Regions from separate parts of the Sus scrofa genome. Here all the other regions are linked to region 2. A link is a contact called in public HiChIP or PLAC-seq data. All regions are on one chromosome and are shown on one strand. The core of a region is the stretch at or near the end of the contact, and the rest is flanking DNA. Distances in the headings are between cores, read along the strand shown.

Evidence for each region. HiChIP or PLAC-seq counts read pairs in DNA pulled down with a chosen protein or histone mark.
Region 1: a contact with region 2 is called in an H3K27ac HiChIP or PLAC-seq map of alveolar macrophages. The contact joins two enhancer-like sites. A contact is called at or near these places in 2 of 47 Hi-C or Micro-C datasets (embryonic fibroblasts and fetal heart ventricle) and 1 of 2 datasets of contacts at active chromatin or transcription factors (alveolar macrophages).
Region 3: a contact with region 2 is called in an H3K27ac HiChIP or PLAC-seq map of alveolar macrophages. The contact joins two enhancer-like sites. A contact is called at or near these places in 1 of 47 Hi-C or Micro-C datasets (embryonic fibroblasts) and 1 of 2 datasets of contacts at active chromatin or transcription factors (alveolar macrophages).
Region 4: an H3K27ac HiChIP or PLAC-seq map of alveolar macrophages shows a contact between it and region 2, with 6 times the contacts expected there. The contact joins two enhancer-like sites. A contact is called at or near these places in 1 of 47 Hi-C or Micro-C datasets (epiblast stem cells) and 2 of 2 datasets of contacts at active chromatin or transcription factors (alveolar macrophages and skeletal muscle).
Region 5: an H3K27ac HiChIP or PLAC-seq map of alveolar macrophages shows a contact between it and region 2. The contact joins two enhancer-like sites. A contact is called at or near these places in 1 of 47 Hi-C or Micro-C datasets (embryonic fibroblasts) and 1 of 2 datasets of contacts at active chromatin or transcription factors (alveolar macrophages).
Region 6: a contact with region 2 is called in an H3K27ac HiChIP or PLAC-seq map of alveolar macrophages. The contact joins two enhancer-like sites. A contact is called at or near these places in 2 of 2 datasets of contacts at active chromatin or transcription factors (alveolar macrophages and skeletal muscle).

The regions. Positions count from the first base shown.
Region 1 is chr13:126,699,015-126,703,411 of Sscrofa11.1, forward strand. The region is part of intron 2 of TPRG1 (tumor protein p63-regulated gene 1 protein); the gene reads left to right. Among named protein-coding and RNA genes, the nearest start is that of TPRG1, 170 kb to the left of the region's middle. Within about 2 kb of position 1,462, at least 16 of the 83 cell types and tissues checked have an H3K27ac peak or open chromatin away from gene starts, as enhancers often do. A contact at or near this core is called in alveolar macrophages, where this site is marked.
Region 2 is chr13:126,385,571-126,389,773 of Sscrofa11.1, forward strand. All of the region lies in intron 8 of LPP (lipoma-preferred partner), which reads left to right. Among named protein-coding and RNA genes, the nearest start is that of MIR28, 110 kb to the left of the region's middle. Within about 2 kb of position 1,666, at least 5 of the 83 cell types and tissues checked have an H3K27ac peak or open chromatin away from gene starts, as enhancers often do. A contact at or near this core is called in alveolar macrophages, where this site is marked.
Region 3 is chr13:126,679,940-126,684,461 of Sscrofa11.1, forward strand. All of the region lies in intron 2 of TPRG1 (tumor protein p63-regulated gene 1 protein), which reads left to right. Among named protein-coding and RNA genes, the nearest start is that of TPRG1, 150 kb to the left of the region's middle. Within about 2 kb of position 2,747, at least 19 of the 83 cell types and tissues checked have an H3K27ac peak or open chromatin away from gene starts, as enhancers often do. A contact at or near this core is called in alveolar macrophages, where this site is marked.
Region 4 is chr13:126,033,615-126,037,693 of Sscrofa11.1, forward strand. All of the region lies in intron 3 of LPP (lipoma-preferred partner), which reads left to right. Among named protein-coding and RNA genes, the nearest start is that of MIR28, 250 kb to the right of the region's middle. Within about 2 kb of position 1,712, at least 3 of the 83 cell types and tissues checked have an H3K27ac peak or open chromatin away from gene starts, as enhancers often do. A contact at or near this core is called in alveolar macrophages, where this site is marked.
Region 5 is chr13:126,782,226-126,786,685 of Sscrofa11.1, forward strand. All of the region lies in intron 4 of TPRG1 (tumor protein p63-regulated gene 1 protein), which reads left to right. Among named protein-coding and RNA genes, the nearest start is that of TPRG1, 250 kb to the left of the region's middle. Within about 2 kb of position 1,541, at least 3 of the 83 cell types and tissues checked have an H3K27ac peak or open chromatin away from gene starts, as enhancers often do. A contact at or near this core is called in alveolar macrophages, where this site is marked.
Region 6 is chr13:126,120,091-126,124,347 of Sscrofa11.1, forward strand. All of the region lies in intron 5 of LPP (lipoma-preferred partner), which reads left to right. Among named protein-coding and RNA genes, the nearest start is that of MIR28, 160 kb to the right of the region's middle. Within about 2 kb of position 2,746, at least 8 of the 83 cell types and tissues checked have an H3K27ac peak or open chromatin away from gene starts, as enhancers often do. A contact at or near this core is called in alveolar macrophages, where this site is marked.

The DNA.
Region 1 (4,397 bases), core at 212-2,711, 310 kb after region 2:
TTGCTTAGGGGTGGGCTTCTCAGTGCACTGTGAGCTCCTTGAGGACAGAAACCATGTCTCATATATCCTGGTGTCTTCATGGCCTTGCCTGAGCTTGCCACAGCTTATATACTCAGCTAAGTCCTACTGAAAGAAAGAATAAGTATGTGAGAGCAATATGGATCTCACTTAAGGGATGGGTCCCGACATGATTTGTGAAGAGCTTTTGGATTCTTTAAATGTTTCTGAAGCTGTGCTGAGTGTAACACTAAGAATTACTTCTAGGGAGCCGTGTCTTCTGCAGAGTATTTCTGCTGATGCTAGCAGTGATTCTTAGCATTTATTTAGTACCCTTTGAACTGGCACCATGCTAAACTCTTTACCTGCCTTATTTAATTGGCACAACCTCCCTCTGTGACGTGTAGATATTTTCCCCATTCTATTGCTGAGGAAGCTGAGATTTGGAGAGGCTAAGAAATTCCCACAAGATCACACAATTAGAGTCAGAATTTGACCCAGAGTTAGAATCTGACCCAGGTCTGCTGACACTAGAACTTGGGTGCTAACCATCCTGGTATCATTAAATGAAGCCTGTTGCCCAGGGTGGGGCAGAGTCAGCCCAGTGAGGCCCATCTACAGGGACTTGGAAGATGGTTTTGTTAAAATAGGTTGAACTCTCCAGAATGTTATTGACTCATATCCCCTTATAACCTCTGCTCTAGCAGTGGAGGATGGAGAAATCCCTAGGAATAAGTAACGTTTAGAGAAACTAGAGCATCTAGTTTGTCAAGGCAACACAGCAGATTTCAAAGGAGCAAGAAGGGAAGTTTGTGGCTTCTTAGACTGTGGTGAGGGTAGAGATACACAGAAACAGATGGAAGTGAGAAAGTGAGGTCCTTTTTTCCCCTGAGCATTTTTAGTTGGGAGCTCCTTTGGGTATGTTTCTCCTTGTTTTTCATTTGGACTGGGAATGTCTTCCATTTGGGAACCCTTTGCTTCTGAGAAGCTCAGAGCAGAGCACAGGGTCCCCATGTAAAGAGGCGAGGGGCTCTGTGATTAGAGCACCTGCAGCTCTCCTGAGCCAACCAGCTCCGTGGTCTCAAATGGGAAAAGAAACAAGAATGCAGAGAAGATGCCATTTTCACAAGTTAGCTGGCATGTTTGGCTGACTTTTGCTTGCAGCCTGGGTCTTGCAGATGGGGGTGGGCAGGAGGTGAAGGAACCTCAACAGATGGCAGCAATCAGTGGGTGTTGGTGACCATTTTTCCTCACTGCTGAAAACATGGTCACCTTGTGCCTGTGACAATCAGACTCAACTCCAAGTTCCTCCGTCCTAGAACACAGAACAGTATAATCCTTTTTCAGCTTGCAGAAGGAATATTTTTAGAGAGAAGAGGTATCTAGGGAATACAAGGGCCACCTGAGATTCTGATTCAGCGATGTGAATTCACCTGCCCAGTTACAAGTCCTGATGTCTGAGGAGATTTGTTTGTCAGTCTCACAAGGACGGAAATGAAAAGCAATTTGCTGTAAACCCTTCCTCTCCCTTCTGATTGGTAAGGGGAAAAATGTCCACACACTGCCATCTGGTGGGAACTTCTGGTCACTGCATTTTTGAGAGTTCTTGCAAGAAACAACTGAGAAGGGGCCAGGCTTTTTCCTCCTGTTCGTTAACAAAGAGGCAATGAACAAAACATGGTCCTTGCCCTTGAAGAGCTCCCAGTCTAATGGAAGAACTTGACATGTTAGCAAGTAATTATAACTTGAAAAGTACCGTTTTAGGAATGTAAAGAGTAAGTTGTGAGGTAGTCTGGTTGGTAAGAAAGGAACATGGGAAAGCAGCTATAGGTAAAAGCTGGAAGAAGGTTGAGGCCAGACCGTGAAGGACCTTGAATGTCTGAGCAAGGCAGTGAGTCCGCTCAAGTTTAGTTAGAAGGAAAAAGATGGAGTCAGATTTTGGTGGTAAAGCAATACAGACAACAAGCGTCTGTATATATGCTTTCAAAGCATCCAGATCCTCTTGTTAGCAGAAGTCTCCTATGGAAATCCATTATGTGAACTAAGTGAAACCATGGATATTCAGACGGAAGTGGAAGAATTGTCTCCCACTCCACCTCTCCCATCCTTGGTACATATAGCTGCTTTGGGGGCAATATCTAAGGCCCAGCAGAACCTGGTTTGATACCTACTCCTGTGGAGTGTCCCTTAGCTAACATGACACACATGCTCTGGTTTTAGAGGTAACTCTATCCTGTCTCTCCTGACATAGGTCTTTATATATTAGGCTCCAGATCTTTTCCTATCTTTTAATCAAAAATTGCTATTTTTCATTTTAAAAAAATTTCTATTTTTCTTTTTTTTTTAGGGCCACACCCATGGTATATGGAGGTTCCCAGGCTAGGGGGTCTAATCAGAGCTATAGCTGACGACCTACACCACAGTCACAGCAACGCCAGATCTGAGCCATGTCTGTGACCTACACCACAGCTCACAGCAACTCTGGATCCTTAACCCACTGAGTGAGGCCAGGGGAACCTCATGGTTCCTAGTTGGATTTGTTTCTGCTGTGCCACCACGAGACCTCCAAAAAATATTCTATTTTTTTTGGAGCAGTTTCAGGTTCACAGCAAAATTAAGAGGAAGATTAGGAGAGATTTTCCATATCCTCCCTACAGCTATACATGCACACCCTCCCCCATGATCAGTGCTTCCTCACCAGAGTGGCCCTTTGTTACAACTGATGAACCTCCATTGACACATCATAATCAACCAAAGTCCATAGCTTGCATTAGAGTTGCACTGCCCTAAAAATACTCTGTGCTCTGCCTATGTATCCCTTCCCCACTCCTTGGTAACCACTGACTTTTCTACTCTCTCTAAAGTTTTGCCTTTTCCAAAATGTCATATAGTTGAAATCATATAGGATATAGCCTTTTCCAATTGACTTCTTTCCCATGCTTTTTACTAGAGCTGCTGATAGTTCTGAAGATCCCATTTATGGTAACTCCCATTTTATGAATAAATTAACTTTCTTATGCACAAAACCTATATCACCCGTTCCCTGTCCCTACTGCTTGAGGACAATATGTAGGAAGGTGGCTAGAGACCAGCTATCTCTGAGTGTCTATGAAGCATCATTTGTCTGCTGGCCAATATATTAACTCACATTCAGTATCTACACTTACGTGCCATCCTCAACCCACAGACCATCTATGATGGAGTTTTGAGAAGGAATCTTTTGGCTCTTACTAATGACATGCAAATCATTGCTTTCATTCTAAGAATTGAATTCTGGGAAAGCATTCAAGAGCCATCTGAGTAGTGACTGAATTATGGAGATCTACAGGAGCAGGTCTTTCTGTTCTGTTAAGACATGTAGCCTCTGGATGGCATTTGCCACAAGGAGAGAGATTTCAATCCAAGAGCTGATCAAGTGTGACTGGTCCTCCCCTCCCCGCCATGGCCAAAGGCTGCTTTGTTCCACCAATGTGGTTATCTTCCTGCCCTTTCAGATCTACACTTTCAAATGCAAAACACAAATGCCACCCACCCAACAGCATTTCCTCTAATTCTTTCTCCTGCTCCTTGTCTTTCCTCACGCCTTGCCCACTCTTGCTGCATGATGGGGTCAGTTTGCTCTCACCTTCCCACACTAGCTTCTCTGTTTCAAGCTTGTGTCCGGAACTGCCTCCTTCTCGCCATCTGGCAGCTGACATCTGCCACATCTTTCCAACTCAGGCCCCCACCTTTTCTTGGAGTCTTTCAGAAAAAAGATGTTAACTTTCACTGAGACTTTTCCCAGGACTTGATTATGTACACAGAATTTTCCACACGGTTGAACAATTACTTTTGCATCAACTCTGGCCCGCATTACTTAAGTTAATTGTTATTTTCCTGAGGACACACTGGCCAGTGTCCTTTTAGGTACCCAGAGCCAAGTTCAATAAACATTAAGAGAGTGAATATCACACTTTAGAATGAATGGGTTGGGGTTCTTCTCTGTTTTATTAGAGAAAATGGAAATGTCCCTCAACCTAAAGCCCTTAATAAAGACAGCAAGGTGGAGGAGGGGGTTTTTGCACACTGTGCAGTGTGTATGAATATCCACTGCTCACATATGTCACTCAGTTGATCACATATGTTACTCACTCATGCTTGTCTCCCTTTGTTAAACAATGGGCACATTGGGTTAAGGATCTGGTGTTGCTGCAGGTGGGTTGTAGGTCGCAACTGCAGCTTGGTTCCTGGACCAGGTGGCCAAACAAACAAAACAAAACAAAAAAAACCCAAAAAACAAAAAACTCTGACCTCCTTGAAGGATGGAGGTTTCAGTGCTTGGCTTGGGACCTGGATCAAAAGGCATGATCAATAACTACTTTTTCAGTGGATTTTTCAATGTATGTATTCAGATAAAGAAG
Region 2 (4,203 bases), core at 416-2,915:
CTTTTGCCACCTAGACTCACATTTGCCTCCTACTCCAGAATATCTTCTTAACAGTAGAATGATTTTTCTGAAAATCATAGCTAATCGTGTTGCTCCCCTATTCAAACCCTTCAGTGGGTTCCTCTTCCCAGTGCTCCCTGTCTCTAGTTATTCTGTGTATAAATGAAAAACTTAATGTATTTTAATGTGCCCTCGTCTGTGGGACCTTTTGTCCCTGGCCTTCAGCAGGTTAGCTTGTGTTGAATAAGTGAGTGCCTGATGGTGGCTGAGCAAATACAGACCTTTTGTGCATCTCCAGCCTCATTCCTTCTGTCTCCACTCTAATCACATTGGGCCACTTGCTCTTTTCCAGTCTAACTGTGGTTGGTCCACTCACAGCCCTCGGCACATAGTCTTTCTCTGCCTAGAGTACTTTCCCATCTGTCAGATCTCAGTTGTCTTTTCACTTCCTCTGTGGAGACTCTCTGGCCTCTCAAGACTGTTTTGTGTTACTGGTGTGTACAGTTCATAGGGATTTGCTGTCCCTTCCTAGCACCCATTACTTTTTAGTCTGGTTTTGGGTTTGTCTGCATCCCCACTCTTTGAGGCCAGGGAAAGTTTCTGTCCTCCGATATATTGAAGACTCTGTTATAGCCCCTGCCACAACCTGGTGCCTGACATGTAGAAGATGCTTTATCAGTGCGCACTGAGTGAATGAGCTCTAGACAATACAAACCCCACATCTTCTGAGCCTGAACACCCTGCTCTTGCTCCTGTGCTAGATTCCCTTCCCACTGCCTCCATCCCCTTGTTCTGTCCCCTCAGCCCAAGCACTGTGCAGCCTGATTGGGCATAAGTTCAGAGTTTTTAGGACAAGATAGGAATGGACAGTTTAATGTCCTTCAAGATCGTTAAACAGTTTTGGAATCATACTATACTTGGAATCTTTCTCACTCTGAGACTTGTTTTCCATCTTTCCTAGTTTCTGCTCTGGTCGGATTGGTTCGGCATGTCAGTCAATGTTTATGGGTTTAGGGAGTGGCACCATAATAACCCTTTTTCCTCCCACCTAATGCAGGCTCACTGACTCCACCTCTGATTGTGCCAGGCATTACCAGTTTTGAAGCAGGGCTGCAAATCCTACCTTTCTGTTTAGGGTTTCAGTAAACCTCTTATTAAAAGTCTTAAGAATTCAGATTTGCACTGGCAGAAATTTAGAATTATTTGTTCCCTCTTCTTCTGAAGGGCTCCCAATGACACAGTGCAGTGCAGTGGAAACCATCTAAAAATGTACAGATTTCTTCTAGGAGTAAATAAACTTACCCTGCTGACCCTGAGGCAGAGGAGAAATAGCAGAAAGCAAATAAGAATGGATTAGATGAACCTGTACCTCCTCTTCCCCACTCACTCATAATGTGCGTTGAAATCAGAAATCAGGTAAAATCAAAGTGGGTTCCTCCGCTGAGTCCCCTACTCTGCTAATAAGACTTTTGGGATACATGAGGCACCACATTCAAGTTTAGCTCTGTGGATAGAGTAAGATAAAGATGAAGCTACATTTAGTTGAAAACTTCCTCACTTTTTGGAGTGAGGGAAGAATTTTATAAAGAGTGGAAGCCACAGCAATCTTGAAGCTCTGAAGAGGGGAGGAACCCGGGCTGTGAACTGTGAGTGTGCCTCTAGTCCCTCTGGTGGGCACTGTCCACATCACAGCGAGCCTGGCTGTGGTGGCCGTTAGCTTCAGAGGGGCTAGCAGATAGCAGTCAGAGGCACAGAGAAGTCTTCTGTTATTTAGAAATCTAGAAGGAAGAGATTATAAAGATAAAAGATTCAAGTCTCTTTTTTCCATTGTACTGATGGTGAAAGTACGTTACTTCAGATTATTTAATAATCAAATATCATATAGAAGTCTGACATTATTTTAATGGCTCATTTCTAAGGAAGATAACTCCCTAGTTCCCCAGGATCACCAGTGTAACAAGTGAATTTAGACTTCTTTTCTCAAACTTTCTGGCATATTCTGCACCTGTAGTTCAAGCGGCTGTGGTTGTCTCCCACCACTCTATCCTCCTCCCAATTTATGTTTTACTGGATTTATATTAGAAGATAAGGAGGAACACATAGTTTTTAAAACCCATTTCTTTAAGTGCTAAAAGAATAAGTCATTGGAATAAGCCATAGAGGATATTTGGGGGTTCAGCATAAATAAAGGATTTTGTAACAATGAATATAAGGTGAAAAGAGCCACCTCAAGGGTCCCTCCCACTTTCTCTCTTATGAAGGTCTTGACTGAGGCTGTTGATGACCTGTGATGACAAGGATTACTTTCTGCACTGGCTAGGAGCTGGACATAATGGCCCTAAGTTCTTTTGCATCCCTGGGAATCTACAACCACTGAGAAATGGAGCAGTAGAACTGGACAGAAAAGCCAAGTTAGAAGTAGATTTGAAATCTACCCTTATGCTTTCACCTCAAACATTAGGGAGAAAGATAACTCAAAAAATATAACTTTCTTAATGTCATGCCTTATATATTAGTTTGGCCAAATAATACTGACTGCTGTCACAAATAAACCCCCACACCTTAGTGATTTAACACAAGATTTTATTTCTCTGTGATAAAATCAGCTATCTGGCAGGTGCTTTCCAACTGGGGGATGGGGCTCTGCCTTATTCGGTCCACTGGCTCCGTCATCCACTAGAGTTGACGGGTCCCATGCTAGATTCTCTACACTGGGCAGGAGAGGGAAGACACAGCACTGAGGAACTTCTGAGGTCCTAGTGGGGATGTTTATGGGCCAGCTGGCAAATATGGTGTAATGTTCCTTTCTGCTCATATTCCATTGACCGGGACTCAGTCATTTGGCTACACTTGCAAAGAATGCTTGGAAATGTAGCCACTGTGTGCCCCCAAAGAAGAGGAAGTGGTTTGGTGTACATTTAGCTAGTCTCTGCATGCTTTCACCGCCATCATCATCATCATCATCATCATCATCAGTATGCTTTCCTGGAATTTTCCAAATCAAATCTTGTGTGTTCTTTAGCTTAAAGTATTTAAAAGACCACTTTACCATAATATGATTTATTTTTATTCTTCTATATGTTTTCTATCTTGGTCTGCTTTAAAATAATAACTAAGAAATAAAATCCATTTGCCCCAACTAGGTAAATTAACCTCTAGCTCTCCACAATTGGGGGATATACCTTATTTTTGAGGAAGAAAATGTTTATTTAATCATTCAACAATTAGTGATTGAGAGCCCACCACACGTCAGGGATCAGATATTTGGTGGTGAGCCAGAACAGACAAGTAGCCTGTTCTCAGGAAGTTTGTGCTCTGTTAAGGGAGATGGACAGAATGCCCATTGTCTTAAAAGGAAAGAGGATGGTCTTAAAACAAAGGAATCTGACCCAGACGGAGGGGTCAAGAAAGCCTTCCAGAGGAAGTGCTCCTTCCCTGAGCCAGGAAGAGTAAGTGAGTTTAGCCATCTCAGACAGTGGAGCTGACCTGAGGAACTGAAAGAAGGCTAGTGTGCTTAGAGCTCAGAGGCTGAGGGAGAAGTGTGGTGTAAGGCGAGTTTTCGGAGATGGACCATAAAGAACTTAGGCCATGCTAAGGATTTTGCCCATTCTCCCAAATGTAAAGGAAAGCCTAGCCATTTCATTACTTCTTACCCCACCCATCCATCACAGACTTTTCCTGAAAGGTCTTTGGCAATAGAAGAGAGATAGAAGCAACATCATGAGTAACTGAATGGTGGAACTTTTCCCCTAAGTGCTGTGGTTTTTAGCCACACATCACATGTTCTCCCTCTCTCCAACTCTCCTCATTGTTTCCTAGAGCTAGGAGTAAGACAAGCATGAAGGAAACATGGCATAGTTAAGAACACAACCTGAAGAGGGAAAGGATTTTTCCTCTTTCTGGTGTGATCTGTGTCTGAATCTTGTATTAGGTAATTCAGTAGAAAGACATGGATTTGGAGGAATATTTCCAGGCCTTCCTCTGCTAGCCAGCTACATCTTATCAGCAACTTTCCAGCATTTATTTTCAGAAATGGGTCTAGATTACAGCCTTCTGATTCCTACTCCCCACTTTTTCACACAGATCCAATTGTAGTTTTCCCTTCTCCATAATCTTAAAAGCATCTCCTCTGATTGAACCAGGTCACCCATTCTTTATCCTTTTCTCTCTCCACTGAGGTGACCTTTCTTTTCCTTCTAAAAC
Region 3 (4,522 bases), core at 1,497-3,996, 300 kb after region 2:
TGCGCCACGACGGGAACTCCTTGGTGCTTTTTCTTAACAGGGGACTTGAACAGATCATATAGGTATAATCTCAGTGACCCAAATATCATCAGAGTATACAGGACTGGTCAACGATTTCTAAACTGTAGCCTCTTATTTTAACCAGTAGTCAATAAAGCTAGAGGGAAGCTTTAACAAGAATACTAATTGTCCTTTTATGTGGAGTGTAATGATATCCATCTAGGGGCAAATGTAGATTCTCCTTGTGTGGGTCAGTGGTTTTCTATGCTCTTTCCTGTCAGAGGAACATTTGCATATTCAGGCAGAATGGAATTGTTTAGATGACCCCATGAAAAATGTTGATGTGAAGAGAACCCAGCTCCACGGCACTAATATCATTAAGAAAAAATCTTACCAATAGTAGAGCATTTTCCATCTACAACAGCCTTTTATTTACATTCTTACTCAAGTGCAGGTAAGTTTGAGATGCAGGTAATAGCTACATTTTAAAATGAAGAAACTGAAGTTCAGTGTTATTCCGTTATTTTCTCTAACAATGTTGAATCCCTGCCTTGGACCCAAATGCTCTGATTCTAGAGTGTATTTTTTTTTTTTTTTTACCTTATACAATGGTGCCTGAGGACAGTGATATTTCTAAAATTCTTTATGACTGTACGTAAAGTGGCCATATGTCCCATTTTGCCCAGAAAAGATTTATGCTTTCTGTCACAGCATAATTATCAATAGTATGACTTTCTACTCTAAAAAAAAAAAATGCCCTGTTTTGGACCGGAGAACATATGGTCACCCTATTTATAGGAAGGCTCAGAGAAATTCCAACTTGGGCTGCATGCAATCTTTAAATTTATGTTAAGGCAATCACTAATAAACTACTTAAATGTTAAAAAATAATTGTCATTGAAATATACTACCATGTGTTCTGATGCAATAGTATGTTTGTGTGTATATATACACACACACACACACGTAATATATATGTATATTTACTATACATATATATATAGTATATATATATATACTGGGCAATGAGAGATAGTTGATTTTCTTTTTTTAAAATATGTTTCTGAATTCCCAAATAGTGTACAATGAGCATGTGAAGAATACATAGCTGAAAATAATTTTTAAAATCTTTCATTTAGAATTAGGGGATCTCTTTTAACAGGAGACTCTGAAATCACCACATTGAAGAAATGAAGACCCATAGGTAGGAGTCTAATGACTCCTTCATAATAATAATCCTTCTCACAAGTAGAACAGAGCTTTATATTACCCAGAACTTTCTGACCATATTTTCTCATTTAAACTTTATAAGAATGCTCGCAGTCAGTAAATGAGTCCCCCTCTGAAGCCAGCATGCAGAAGTGGAGTGAATGAGGCCAGTCTGGGACCTCTGAGGTTGTCCTAGTTAAGACTCCACACCACGGACTCTTATACTAATCCTATATTGGCTTTTAAAGCCAACAGCAAGACACTGAGCTTATTGTTGGAGGCTAATTCCTTCCCTTGTGCTGCTAGTCTCTCACTGTGAGCATAGCTAAAGGAGACAGTCAAGCTGCCAGGGAATAACACAGGGGAAATTAAGAGAAGCTTTTCCTTTCTTTAGGCCACCATTTAGCCAGCTGTTAATTTCTATCTCAAACCATTCAACAGTACCCTGACTATAACCTAGAGACTTAGGTTCCAAGCCTGACTTTGTTGTGATAGTGCCTGCCCAGTGAATTATGGTGACTTGCTTTTTCTCGCTGGTCCTGGATTTCTTCGTCTGTACAATGAAAACTGGTAACCAGATCATCACTATGGTTCTCTCTGGCTCTGATAGTGTGCGATTCCAGGTTTCTGAGCTTCTGGGGAAAAGAGTGGTTTCCAAAGTTATATTCCAGAAGCGCCCTTTCTAACTGGGGCTCTACTTTTCTTTGCATTTGGAATGAGCCCAAAGAAAAGGTCATTTTTGCAGACATCTTGAGGTTGTGCTCCAATGTCCTCATTAAATAACAGGAGCCCAGACTGGCAGGCCCAGGGGAATATTCAATCAAGGAGAAAAAGGCCAAGTCATTACTGGAACCCTATCATCAGAGCTGTAAACACAGAATTCATTCCTGGGCTTTAGCTGAAAGCCTTTTCAATCCAGCTCATTCTCCTTATATAGGTTCCGTTTGTCAAATGTGTGTGACCATTCCGATAAGTCACCAGAGGCGGGAAGGGAGAAAGAGAAAGAAAGAAAATTACAACCGTAAATAGACTCTGAACATAGAAAGATCAAAATAGACAGACTCTGGCTTTACTGGATGAGTCACTGCTGCAGCCCAGACCGCAAAAACAAGCGTGGCTTCTCTCCTTAGCGGCAGGCTTCCTGTCTGGAAAGGAAATGCTGCTCTGATTGGAGATATTGCCATTTTACAGACTTCAAAGCAACTTAGGCAACTGAACAGACAAGAGGGGGAGCAGGTAAAACTTCTTCCAAGTGCTTGTCTGGAGAACAAGCTACTCAACTCTGACTTGAAGATGCATGTAAATTCTTTCATCTTCAGCCAATGGTGGTTTTTTTTTTTTTTTTTTTTTTTTTTTAATATGGTGGGCTTCAGTTCTGGTGTGGTGTCTGTATCTTTTTTTCCTTCAATACTTCCTGAGACTTGCTTTTCAGGCACTAAGCAGAGTGCTGTGGGGGATGAACGTGAGGACCATCTAATGAGGAAGTGGGACAAATATACACATCATGACATGATGAAAGAAAATTGTGCTAAAAAGAGGAAATGCATGCGACTATGAGGGTACAAAGAAAACAGAAGTGGACCTTGATGAATGGTCTGCCAGGGTGTGAGATGAGTGTGAAGAAGGCCTATGTGTATTCAGGATTCAGCAACGAGTCAAGGTTTAGCTTGGAGTATGGCAGTACAAATAAGAGAGTGGAAGAAAATAAAGCTTGAAAGACAGATTGGGACCATCTCCAAAAGGGGTTTGAATGAAACATTGGGTCTTGCTTATGTGTTGCGGACATGGGGAGGGGCAGAAACAGTGCCACCCTGGGAAGGTAATATCACCTACTGTGGCAGGTTGGTGGGGGGATGAAAGAGAAGCAAGAACCAGGAGGATCAGTTAGGAGACACTTGCCTAAATAAATCGTGGTCCTTGTGGCATAATAAGAAATATACACTATTATGTTTTTGTCTCTGGTTCTTGGCATAGAGTTCCTAAAGTCCTTGTAATTTCTTGAGTGATAAAAATGTCTTTTGTTTTTTTTCCTAATGAGATGAGTGGTGGCTGGGGGTCCCTATCTAGCTTCAGGATGGAGACTGGTCACCAGAAAGACCAGATATGATCAGAGGGCTGGAACTTTCAGCCCTATCTTCCAACTCCTGCAGAGGGAAGAGGGATGGAACTTGAATTAATCACCAATGGGCGATGATTTCATCAATCATGCCAAAGTAAGGAAACTTCCATAAAAGCCCCTACAATGGGGTTAGGTGGGCTTCCAGGTTGATGAACATATTGATGTACTGGGAGGATAGCTGCCCAGAGGGTGTAAATCCTTCCTGCTGCTCCTCCTATACATTGTCCTATGCATTTCTTCCATTTGGCTATTCCTGATCTGTATCCTTTATAATAAATCCATGATAGGAAATAGTGTTTTTCTGAGTTCTGTGAGTTATTGTGGTAAATTATCAAACATGAGGAGAGGGTTGTGGAAACAAACTGAATTTATAACTGTTTGATCTGAAGTATACATGGTAAGACTTGCTCTGAAGTGAGGAGACTCTTGTGGAAATGAGCTCTTAACCCAAGGGTCTGCCATAACTCTGAGTCATTAGTGTTGGAGATTTGGTTGGTGTGGGAAATCCTCCCACACACATTTGGTGTACAAGTGGTATGAGTACAATCAGCCCATTGCTTCCCACCTAGAACATTCCCCCTGGGGTTAGAGAGAAGAAGATCTATAGGAGAGAGTGAAGGTAATATGTCTGAACTTCTAATCCAGTCAATGAAGATATCAATGTAAAAATACTCACCATCATAGAATGCGTTAGTGTATGTTGAAGTCATGCAGCTGACCTGCCAGCATCAGCTGTGGCCAACTCACTTTGATACAAACACAGGAAGACTGCTCATTTGTAGAAATATGGGGTAAATAGTTTTAGCTGGTTTACTCAGACTGCAGGCTTGATTTGCTAGTGGGGGTTCTGAATACTATAGTTTGGCTACTCAACCACAATTTTTTTTCCAGCCTATAATTTCTTTCCAGCCATGGTCCCAGCCCCTGGCCTTTGCAAAACAGTGGTGCTTAGAAGAAAGAGCACACACTTATCTATTGGCTCTGTTCTGTCCCCTGTGTGACCCTGGGTAAGTCGCCTGCCCTCCCTGGGACTTGGTTTCCTATCTGCAAAATGAGCTTGTTCTATGAGTCAGTGTTCAAGGCCCCTTGAGGCTCCAACAGTTTAAGATGTATATTTAGAACAGGCAGTCTCCATTGCTAATGTTATCGTTCATAAAACAAACCTATCTCATTGAGGCCTCCTGACAACCTGAG
Region 4 (4,079 bases), core at 462-2,961, 350 kb before region 2:
TTCCTGCTCTAAAATTGTATCAAAGTATGATTCAGCTACAGAAATTAGTTAAAACTGGTTACTCCTGAAAGGCGTGGACTAAATTTTTCCCATGGAGTTATCATGACTTTAGTAAGCCTGTGAAATGGGCCATACACTCTGTTCCCTTTGCCTCCTTCTGCTATGCCCTTTCAGCTCTTCATTAGAATGGAAGCCTCCTAGAAATATCCTCCTACATTCTTTTTCCTACACTAGGCAAAATATAAATTGATTTTGTCAACTATATATAGTCCATGAGGAAGCTAACATTTTATTAGTTTCTACTATATGCCAAGTATCTCTATCATCTTTTTTTTCCTGTATCATCTTTACAACATTATTTGAAATTTGGTACTAATATTTCTAATGTTCATATAATGAAATTGAGGCTCAGAGAGAAAATAAGTTGCCTGATGTCTCATGGCTCATAAATAATGAATCTTTGATTTGAATCCAGCCACCTCTAAATCCAAATTTCATGATCTTTCTATTGTATTTTGTATGCTGATTTCCAAAATCTGTGCAAGAAGTATTTGTTAAATATGCTCACACTTAGCCACAGATCTATATCTGTATCTACCTGTATCTCTATATTCATATTTTGCTAGTTAGCCATCAAAAAGAGAGAGGTCCACATCTTCAAGAGTATGCCAAAATGGAACTTTGCCAGAAGGATTTCTATTTTTAATAGAAATCAGAGCTTTAAACTGAAGGTATGAAGTTCTAATGATAAAAATTTAGATATCAATTAGGGGAGGAATCTAGGGGGCATGATGTCAGTGGATATATACTATAGATGATATATGAACTTGGCCTTACCGTAAAAAGAGAGATAAAATAAAAGTACTTCCAAGTTAGCCTCCTGATGGTGTGAGGAGGGGAGAGAATGGATAAATGTCTGGCTGGCTGCCTGATTCTTTGAGGTAGTTTAGAGGAAACATAAACCAGGGATGATACATTGGATAAAGATTTGGAATCTTTGTTATTTCCTTAAACTTATTTACTTTTTAAACAATCATGGTCTGTTTTAAGGGCATCAAAACCTTTAGAAAGGAACCTATTACCATTTCTTTTAACCTTTACTGAAATGTGTGGATTGGTGAATTGGAGAGGAGCCTCCAGAGATGGGAAGAAGAGCTTAATCTGAACACTCATTTATTTATTCATTCAGCAAACATCCATTGAACACCTGGGACATTTAGGTGTCCCAAGAGCTGTGCAGGATTAGAGATAAACAAGGTGTGAACTTTACTTTGGCTGTGTTTTGGAGGGTAGACTAGAAGGCTCTGGCTAAGAAACCATTTAAGCATTTCCTTTCAGCTTTGTCCTTTTCCAAGCTGGAGATGAATCAAGAGCATTTTTTGGTCTGTTTGTTTTCCTGTGAAATAAAACGTGTATATATTAATACTATAAGGAAAGGGCATGGGGCCTTTATTGAAATATATTTCAGTATGGATATTGGCTGCTGTGATGCTAGATACCAGTGATGCATCATGACCACCATTTAAAGGAAGACAGGGAAATCGCCTTAGATCCTTATAAAAATGGACCTTGGAAATCTTGATCCAGTGGTTGTGAGAGGGTTAAAGAGTCCATCAATTTGTAACCAGACCCAGTGATCTTGTATGAGCCATGTCAGAATGTTGTCTGCATGCCGTCTTTTCTGATCGCAATAATCGGGTCACAAGAGAAAGAGAAGTAATAGAGTGTCTCTTAGCAACCAATCCCAGGAGAAAGAGAAAATTACTCAAACCCGGCCATCCAGCCAGGGAAGTAGGAAAAAAAAAAAAAAAAAAAAGCCTGAAAGTCTGTTGAAAGTGCTCAGGAACACGATTCCTATGTGGTAGTTCCTATAGGCTGGCTTGAGTCTCTTAAAAAAAAAAGTAGAAAAAAGAAGGAAAGTAAGAAATAAATAACTAAACAAACAAATCTCTAAAATTGAAACCTTTCTTTTATTTGCCTTCCTTCCTTTCTCTTGTTTTAATTTATTTTTTTAAACTTATGTCAGAAAGAGGGAGAAAGAGGCAAAGGGTGGGCAGGGACCAAAGAATCTTTGTCTCTTAGAACAGGAACTTGGTAGTCCAAAGCATGAGTGGATGCTGGTGGGGGGAGGTGGTATCATTTCATTGCACCCAAGGTTTCCAGTTCAGATTGGAAATACTAGAATGCTCTGCTAAGGAACAGGAATGCAAAGTCTGGAGCTGGTATTATTAGTTTTATAAAACCTGTTTCCTCTGCCCTGCTTGTTAACTGCGTAGCAGTCTGCTCTGTAGTTGTTAATATGTATCACTACAGACTTTGGTGTGAGGGAGTGGTTTTCAAACCTTTTTTGACACAAAGGGCAGCAAGAAATAAATTTTACATGGACAATCTCTCTCTCTCTCATACACACACACTTATATATAAAGATATGAAAGAAAATTTCACTTAATGGTACATGTTCTTTACAGAGTAGACATTTATGTTTTCTATTCCATTTCATTTAAAAAATACTTTTGGGGATCCAGTAAATTGATTATTTGTTCCATTAATGAGTTGTTTTCTAAAGTTTGAAAAACACTAGTCTCAGGTCAGCATTTGCCTTCCATTTTAATTGTATTAAAATGATGCCAAGTAGCAAGTTCAGCCATTTTGATGAGCCCTTACGTAGCATTGTGATATTCTGAGTAACTGTTGTTTAAGCTAAATATCTTGTATGTATCAAGAAGATGCATCATAAGATCCTGGTTTGAAATTTAGGGATATAAACATGAGGCAGTTCCTCTTGGCCTGTCAACAGTTTAGAAAGGTACCATTCTGTGGCCAAGAAGCAGTAGACGGGGCTCAGGAGACTTGCTTCCACTTGGACGTATTCTTTTCTCCCATGGAGCTCCTTGCTTGGTGATGGGATTGCATTAAATAATGTCATAAATTCCTTCTGACTGTAACGTCTTAGAATTTTCAGCTGTAAGGAGCCCCAGAAGTCATCCACTCCAATCACTTTATCTCCAAGATTCCATTTCTGAAGAAAAACATTGGTAGACTCCTTTCTTCCTTCAAGGCTCTGTGTTAGGAAGCATGGTACACGAAAGACTGAGTCTGAGCTTCTCACTCCAGATATCTCAGTCTGGTGTAGGAGCAGAGACCTAAGCAACTAATCTCACAATTGTTACTAAGTCAAATGTGCTAAACACTGTAGTTTGGGTAGAATTAAAATATAAAACCTCTGAGGAAAGGATAATTTAGTCTTGACTGGGTAGGTAATGGCTGGAGGAGGAGGAAGCTTTGGGCCTGGACTTCAAGGAGAAAAATGATTTATACATGGAGATCTCAATGATAGCGAGACATTCAGGTAGATAAATATGATAAGTAATGGAAGAGTGGCACCTTAATTGCCTCCTCTGAGTTATGTTTTTTGGCCTCACTGAGCTCACCATTCAGTATGGTGAACCCAGTGTAGTAGGTTGGTTCCCACCTGCAACCCTTGAAGTTTTCTGTATTTTATGATTTTTTTTTTCTTCCCAACTCACCTGACCCCTTAACAATGACCCATTGTCCACCGCCTAGCGATAAGGTGAAGTTTGATTAAATATCTATACAGCGTTCCCTGCTGCTAAGAGACACATACTTATGTAAATACGAGGTGTTATTACAAACTTCCCTCCACTGCAGGTGGGGAAAGTAAATAAGGAAATATAAATTAATGCACAAGCTTTTTAAAAAAAACAAAAACAAATAATACTTGAACTTTTTTCCTTTTCTTCTCTTTTTTTCCCTTTGGATAGGACCTTATTTAGTTCAAACTGATCTTTTGGTAGTTTATAAATCATGGAGATACCCTGCACTGTTGTGAATATTGGAAATAATGTTCTCAGGGATGTCACTTTCTGAACAAGACTGGTTTGGTTAAGTCAGTTAAAGGAATTAAGTGAAAAAAACCAGAATGAATCCAAGGATTTTGTAATATAGCTCCCATTTTGTACCTCTCCTTGAGGAAGACCTGAATGCTCATATGTTTTAGTCAACTATTCAGTTCTCTGAAGTTTTCTTATTGGTGTAATGAGGCAGATAGGCATATTGCT
Region 5 (4,460 bases), core at 291-2,790, 400 kb after region 2:
TGCAAAGAAATCGTGGTATTCCAGCATGTGATGTGGCTTCTCCTTACCCCTCCTGCTAGAGCTCCTGCTCCTCTGAGTTTCCTTTGCTTTGCTCATGATGACTTCCTTCCTATTTCATAAAGCATGATGGATGCCTTCTCATGGACATTCTTTTCCAGGGGAAAAGTTGACCTTTGCATTTTCTGCAATCAGCTGGAGCAGTATGAAACTTCAGGGTAGGAATTCCCTTACTCAGGAAAAAAAATAGTCTTTGTGGATTCAAAAATGAATGTTTCCAGGTTTATCCTCCCCATATTTTATGGGGACATTTAGTACTATATTGGTACATGCTAAAGGCATAGTGAAGAAATGAATACATATTCCTGAGAGTCTTTTTGTGTGTGTGTGTTTATGTGTGTGTGTGTGTGTGTGTATGTTCCAAAGAATTGTCCTTTCTTTGTGACTTGTGCTTTTCCTTCACCAAATAGCAGGAAATGAAAAGCTGGTAAGAGGGTCTTCTTTAAGGGCATTGGATAGATGCCTGGGGCTTCTTTTCCTCAGCCCTGGGGACGGTGGGTTGGGAATCCAGTCACCTGAGTTTGTGGTCTTGTGGACTTGTATTGTCATTATCCAGTCTTATTACCCCACATCGACTCTTTCATGGGGGATTTCATCCCATATCTCAGAGAACCATGTATCCCTTAAGAGCTGAATGCTTTTCTCAGGACTCCTGGTAGCTCTCACAGGGCCTGATACATGACTGGCTGCATGGAGTAGTGGGGAAAAACACGAACCACAGGAAGTCAATTCAGGGGACAGGAACAGGGAAGGTTTATGGACATCGGGTTTTTATTAGAATGCTGTGTTTACTTGGAGGGTCCCCTATTTTAAACAACTTGGAGAGGCCCAGGGAAAGAGTAACCAAATGATTGAAAGAGTTGCATGTGGGTTATTTAGCTAAAGGTTTTATAAGACTTCACTTAACTCAGGGAGAGGGAAATTACTTTGCTTCAGTGCCATGCATTTTTCATCTGTTTGTGTTTGAATAGCAAACCCAAATTGGATTCTCTTTAGAGCCTGGAACCCAGTGGGTGCTCAGGGAATATGTGTGGAATGAATGATTCAGTGTTTTCCTCCCGAGTTGCTGATTCCTGGCTAGCCAATATACTGTCGTCTTCTTTCAAGGGCTGGGTTGTGCTAGGAAGCTAGAGGGTCACAGGAAAGAAGATTGATTTTTAAATCAAGTATAACCACTCTATTCAATATCAGGGAAGATATCTCACTGAGTGGTATGCGCACATGTACGGCCTACACACGTGTGCATGCATGTGCATACGTGTCCGGGGGAATGATAGAAGAAAATATTTGGGGGAGAAAAATTATTTCCAAACCACAAATTGATTTGACACAGCCTGAAAAGAGCAACTGAAAGTATTGTTAGGCCTAGGGCCACTGGGAAGCATCTGGGAAGATTTGAGTAACTGGGGGGTTAGGGGGTGGTCCTGGAAACTTCCTCAGATGGGTCCCGCCTGTCATTGCTAGTTCGCTGTTGCCCTCTGCTGGCGAAACTGTTGTAATCCCAGGAAACTGCAAATCTCCTGGAGCAACTAGGTTCCCAGTTTCCATGAGGAGGTCTAGGTTCCCTCCCTGTCAAAAGGGTGATGAAGGGAGAGCTGAGGATGAATGGATGTGTGGTGGAAGGGTGTGGCAAATCGTCTGCCAGGAAAGACAGGCTCTCATAACCGAGAAGATGAATCTTATTATTCTAATATTTTTATTCCGTACTCTGTTGATTTGCTAAGACCTTGCTCTCTCTTTGGCTCTGTGCTGGGCACAGTAATGGACCCAGATAGGACTCAGGTGCTGTCTTTACCCCCAGAGGGCCTCTCATCAAATGTGGGAGAAAGAGAAGGACAAGTACAGGAAATTGTGACTAAGACCACAATGGAAGCACTGATAAAGGCTTTTGTGTATTTAAAGGCAAGAGATGACATCTACTTGAAGGTGAGGGACGTGAGGGGAAGGTGCCATTAAATAGGTAGCATTTAAGCTGGGAACTTGAAGGATAGTGATTTTTTATTTCAAAATATCTCTTTTCTCATAAAACTAGAATGTTTATCATAAAAATTAAACTCTGGCTAAAAAAAAAAAGCATGAGAAGAAGTGAAAGTCATTGGAAATCCCATCACTCAGAAAAAATAAGTATTAACATTTTCATCTATGTACTTTGTTGTTGCTACAAAATTGGAATTATACTGAAGGTAATATTTTGTATTCTGCTTTGTCTCACTTTATGGCATGAACATTATCCCAATGTTACTGATTTTTTTAAAAATGTGCTATTTTATGGGGGCATATTTCAATGTGTAAACCCGAGTATAGGATTCTTCAAGCAGAATGAGGCAAAGCATGTAGGTTGCATTTCACAGAGATGATTAATTCTTCATTAATTTTTCATTAATTCATTTCAGAAGCATTTTTTGGGTACCTATTGCCTTGGAGACACAAAGCAAAGAACTGACTCTGTGAAGTGTACAGTGTAGGAGACTGACATTAATTAGGTAATCATAGAAGTAACTATAAAATTGCATCTGAGATAAGTACAGTGAAGGAGAAATGTGCTGTTCTAAAGTCTATATTAGAAAGAAGAGAAGTGGTCACAGAGATCTGGAAAAGTGTAATGCCACAGAAAGGAGTAATTGAGCTCAGCACTATAGGCGCTAAGTAGGTACAGTAGATCAGGAAGAACATGGTCAGCAAAGGGAACAGCATGTGCAAAGTCCCTTCAGTAGGAGCAGGCATCGTAAGTCCAAGAAACTGAAAGAAGATCAAGGAGAAGGGCGTGCAGAGGCCTGGCCTGAAATGAAGTTGAAGACATAGGTCAGACCTGACCCTGCAGAGCTTTTTAGACCAGGTGAGATTTTTTTCATTTCTCATAAGGGCTATGGAAAACAGTTGAACTTTTTGAAGCCAGAGTTGGTATGTGTGGGGGGCAGGGGGAGGCGGGTAAAAGGCCGGATGTGTTTTTTTTTTTAAAAGGTCTACCTCATTGCAGTATGGCGACAAGATTGGGAGGGAACTAAAGTTTATGCAGATCCATCAGGCCCAGGTGGCTAGTAACCCAAGCCCATGAAAAGGTGGTTGCAATAGTCCAGGCAGGAGATGTGGGCAGACTGGATTAAGATGGTGAAAATAAAGATGGAGAGACGTGGATGGTTTTGAGAGATGCTGGGGAGTAATATGTTTAGGACTTAGCATGAGAGGTGAAGAAATAGGATGAGTTCAGAAAGACTCTTAAATCTCTCACCTGCATAATGGATGGAAGGAGGGTTCTTCCTTAAGATAGGGAGCACTGGAAGAGGTCAAAGTCTGGAGGGGACAGTTATGAGTGTTGTTTTGGGGGAGAGATTTCCCAGAGAGAACCGTTCCAGAAGTGGTATAGACCAAATCGGCTCCTTCCATAGGTGGGTTTTACTACATTTGCCTACCACACTGAAGTGTTCTCTACTGGGAGGTGAGGGGTACCAGGGAGAAAACCTACATTATATCTGGAATTGGTGTCTCCATACTTGTTTCAGGGCTTGCTAGGTGTAAGGGCACCTAAGTCATTTTAAGGATCTCTGGAGCTGAGTTTCTTGTCTCTAAAATGAGGGTAATAGAATTTGGTCCAAAGGATTGTTAGGAGGATTAAATAAGAGTATTGCTAGTCAAGGGCTTTGTGAACCTCCATGAACTGCACAAATACAATGCATTATTATTATTTCTACTTCTCTACTTCTTCTGAATATTATTGCCAACCAAACTAAAATTGTAATAATATTAGAAATATAAAATTTGATGTTTTCTCCAAGAGTTCATTGGGGGAAAAAAAAGGTGTGATTGAAGTCTAAGTGAATAAATATACCACCCAAGAGCTAGAGATGATGGCCCCAAACTATTTATAAGCCTGTGTGTTTACTTGGATTCAGACTTTCCCGACATGTAAATTATGCAGAGTCTGTGTCACAGCAGAGCACTTTGTGTTCCTAAAAAGAATCTTCTCCCCCCACCCCTCGAATCCATCCTTTACCTTTTAAAATAAATCTCATTATGGAGTGCTGACATTTTCAGTAAAGCCATTCAACCAAAATCTGAGGATTTTTTAGACTAAAAACAAATCTGGTTTATTAGGCAGCAGCTTATAACTTGCTGCTAAGTAGATACAATCTATTTGGAGAAGTTTATGTAGATAACTGATAAAACATTTCACAATCCTTGTCTCTTTCTGACTAAGACTGAGAATGTTAAACAGATTATCAAGAATTCTCTCCTTCTCTCAGTGGAGTAGAAGTTGAGTATTGCAGCATTGTTGGAGTGGATGGAAATCACAGAAGCAAGATTTAAACCAGATCTCTCGGACTCTACATCACTAATTCTACTAGCATTTTCTAGCGAGTGACTGCAGATGTGACCTTCTTCAAAGGGTTGTGGGGAGATGTAGA
Region 6 (4,257 bases), core at 1,496-3,995, 260 kb before region 2:
GGAAGAAGAGGCATGAGAAGTTTGGAGGTAGTTTTGGAGTAAATTGTAGATGGTATGATCCTCAAGTACTACAGCTTAGAGGTCATGTAGCCACTCTTTACAGAAGCAACATTTTTGTCTAGAGGAAGGAAGAACATTGCTCAATGAGGCCCAGGATCAGTGATTTTTTTTTTTTTTTTTTTTTTTCTGAACCATGACATAATGGTTCCCTATGCATTCTAAGTTTAACCAAGGCACAGTTTGTTTCCCTTTAGCATTTTATTTTATTTTATTTTAGTATTTTTTATACTAAAAAAAATACTAAGCATTTTAATTAGTTATTTCCAAAATATATTTTGTGGTACTTTCTGTAAAATATAGCTTGAAAATATAAAGAGTAGACAAATCAAAAACATAACATAAAGGTAAACAGAAGTGTCTTTGAATTAGTATGTATCTAGGCCCCACCCCTATTCTACTGTTCATAAAAGAACACCTTATACTCTTGGGAAGAGCTACATCAGGGGTCACATTGAAAATTCTCTTAATTTCTTTCTTTTTTTTTTTTTTTTTTGTCTTTTTGTCTTTTGTTGTTGTTGTTGTTGTTGTTGCTATTTCTTGGGCCGCTCCCGCGGCATATGGAGATTCCCAGGCTAGGCGTTGAATCGGAGCTGTAGCCACCGGCCTACGCCAGAGCCACAGCAACTCGGGATCCGAGCCGCGTCTGCAACCTACACCACAGCTCACGGCAACGCCAGATCGTTAACCCACTGAGCAAGGGCAGGGACCGAACCTGCAACCTCATGGTTCCTAGTCGGATTCGTTAACCACTGCGCCACGACGGGAACTCCGAAAAAATTCTCTTAATTTCTTAGCAGACAAAGGATAAATACATGGATTTTTGATTTTCTTTTCCTTCTCTTGCCTAAATGAAGGCTAGAGTCTGGTCTTCTCATTCCTAGTACAAATCTGCCTTTTCTTCCCTGCGGTGAGTTGAGTAGCATTGGAGCTGGTACATAGATGACTTGGAAAAACTTCCCGAGATTTTATATTCATAGGGATTTAGTATTTTTGAATCAAGTTTTATTGGAATTGGTCAAATGTGATTTCACTGTTCTCACTTAGACTAGGATGAAAAAATTTTGAGAGATTCTGGGATAAGATAGGGTTGGACATAATTTGATATCCTAGATTCCAAGTTTACCAATAAATCTACTCTCTTTTCAATTTCATGTGATCACTTCTCTAAAAAGAGCACCAATTTTTTGTGTGAATTTTCCACATCACCAGTCTGAGCTTCCTCCTTTATTTCTAAAATGGGTGTAGTAGCTGCACTTTTTCCCCTTTGTAAAGATGCAGTATTCTAGAGTTGCAAGAAATTAGATGTCGTGTTTGAGGAACAGTTTACTCAATCCTTCCCATTTTATTTTGGGATTGTTAGCTTGTGTCTGGAGCTTGCTACTTTAAAGGTTTGGAGCTTGTACTTTGTGAATGGTGGTTATTGCATCAATGATATATTTATCTTTGTCATTTAAAGCACTTAAAAGGTATTGTAATTTCTTAGTCTATTTGGAAACTGAGTTCATGCATACTCTTTAGTTATATTAACAAGTCTTTAGTTGTAATTTCAGTGCTCCCACACTGAATTCCTTTCATACAGCAATAATCTATGAGACAACCTAAGAAATCATTTCAGGTGTGTCTAGGTTGTATGGAAGGTTTTTTATTTTGGATTCATGTGGTCTGAGGCCTTGTGGGCAGAGTAACTAGGGTGGAGTCTTGCGGTACCGTGGATCTTCTATTCTCTTGTGTTCCCTGTTCTAACTTGCAGAAGCCATGAGCAGCTGCAGGGGAGATTAATTAGTAATTAAACTTTTAATAGTCCATATTTTTCCATGAACCCCATCATGTAGGCTACTTGGAGATGAAAGCTGCAACGTACTAATGCTGTGTGATAAGACATAGATGATCCTTGCAGACTGGGACTCTACCGCTGCTTTGTTTGGCTTCTTGGGAATGGAGATAGGAACGAAGTCCTATACTGTTGAAAAAGAGAAGACTTATGCATGGTGTCTTCCTCTCCCTGTGCTCCCCTTGGGGGTTGGGGGAAGATTAGGCACATAGTGTGATTTGCTTAAAAAAAAAAAAAAAAAAAGACCAAAAGACCAAATTTATCTATGTATTGTATTGTCTGCTTACTAATAGCTATTTTTGAGAACTTTGGTAAAAGTTGAAATATTGCAGAAACCTCATGTATAAGATACCAAATGGAGTCTAGTCAAATAATAGGGGTAAAAATACCATCTTAATAGAAAAAGGGATCTAATTCTTTGCAGTGCCCATATTTAGAAGATCTAGGTTTTATTTTGAATTCTTTCATACCTGCCAGGAAACCTCAACAGTTAAGTAACAGTGAGGTGGGGGTGCAGGAGTGGTTAGCTGACTCAGAGCTGCATGCCATGAGTCTGATGACGGGTAATTAATTTTTAGATTGTATGTAATTGCATCTCAACAGTTATACCTCCTCCTGCTTTTTTATAAGATGATGTTTGTGTTTGTGTCTTCTGTGACTACCATAACAGAATTAGCTTCAAGACTTTGTTTTGAGTTCTATGAACATGTAGAGTGGAACTTTAGGTTGAAAAATTGCACCTTTACAAAGCTTTTGTCCCCAAATACCCATTTTACTTGCCCCAGTGTAAGAGTGTGTAGTGTAAGTTAGCTCAAGCAGTGAAAAGGGAGGAAGTTGAGCAGACAGAGGAAGCCAGCTCTGCTGGAGCCTAGGCCAGGGAAGGAGAGAAGTCTTCTCTGGTACCCTGGCCACATTCCTCTGGGTAACCTTTAGCTGTGATTTGTTTGCAAGACCTAGGCTCAGAGATCATTGTGTTACAGTATACTGAGTCAATCCATCCAGGAATTGGTTTAAAATGAAATTCACAAAATGCCTGTTGAGCTTCTCTATATTACAACAGCATCTCAGTAGAAATAATTAGCCCTTTGTCCATGCAGAAGCACATACCACATTTGCAAAATTAAAGAGCTTTCTTGTCAGGACTGGTTTCTGTATTTCTTTTCTCCTCTCCCACTGTTTAAATATCTATTTTGGGGGTAGCCTTGGTCTGAAGCTGTATGGTCCCCTTTATTCCCTTTACAACTTTTTTTTTTAAAATAAACAAAATACAAATCCAGCTATACTTTTTACTTAGGAAGATTAGATTTTTACCATGGTAAGTATATAGGAATGCTGTGTTTAAGAGAAAAGGCCATATCTCAGATAAGATATTGTCACTGTTTTGTCCTTCTTGACAACCATTTCCTTTTATGTGCTTTATAGCCGAACTAATGTATAATGATGATAAAGATGGTCTCTGTAGACAGAAGGTTGGAGGTGGTTAATAACCAAGCCTACATGTCACATTTGTCATGGTGAATAACTGGTCTGTCCTCTCCACAAAATACCACATTGGAGTATAACTGCTAAGTTTCTTTTCACACTGTGGAAAAATTACCAGGGAAGTTATACATTGCCTTTCAGTGAATATATTAACTACAAATATGAAACTTAAATTTGTTATGCTTCATAATTTGAACATATATTTTCCAGTTTACATAAAACTGCAAACTCAAATTTTACTGAAAAAGATACAAATTAACTGCTGTTGTGCCAGCAGGTGTAGTTTTCATTCATAAGTGCAGACAGGCCACTTGTGAATTTTGGAATTTATGTCTCTGTGAACTTGACTTCGTTGAAGTCCCAGATCCTCACTCTAATATACATCTTTCTGTTGGGGTTCTAGATGACAGAAGAACGTTGGATCTTGTTTTGTTGTTCTAAATCACAAATTACGCAAAAGTAAAGTAAAAATTCTAATAATTTTACCTCATAGAGTATATGTTATAGAGCCAGCGTAAAAGTGTATAATGACTAAAAGAAAGAAATAATTGTGATAAATACCAGACTATGAAGTCCTTGAAGCAAGATGAACTTTTGTTTCCTGGCACACAAGAGGTATACAAATTTGTAACTGCTGAATAAATAAGTAAATGCTGTCATCAAATCCAGTAATGATGGAACTATTTACACCTTAGAAATCTGTTAGAGGACCCAGTCTGGAGTTGATGTTGAGTTAGTGCGTAATACAGTGATAACTACTTTCTGATTTTTCCATAATTCATAGTATTTGCACAAATAAAAAATAGCACGGCTTAGGCAAATGAGGTTTGTAAGGACATCTTAATGGTGGCTGCTGAATCAGCTATAATTTCTAGTTCTGTCCC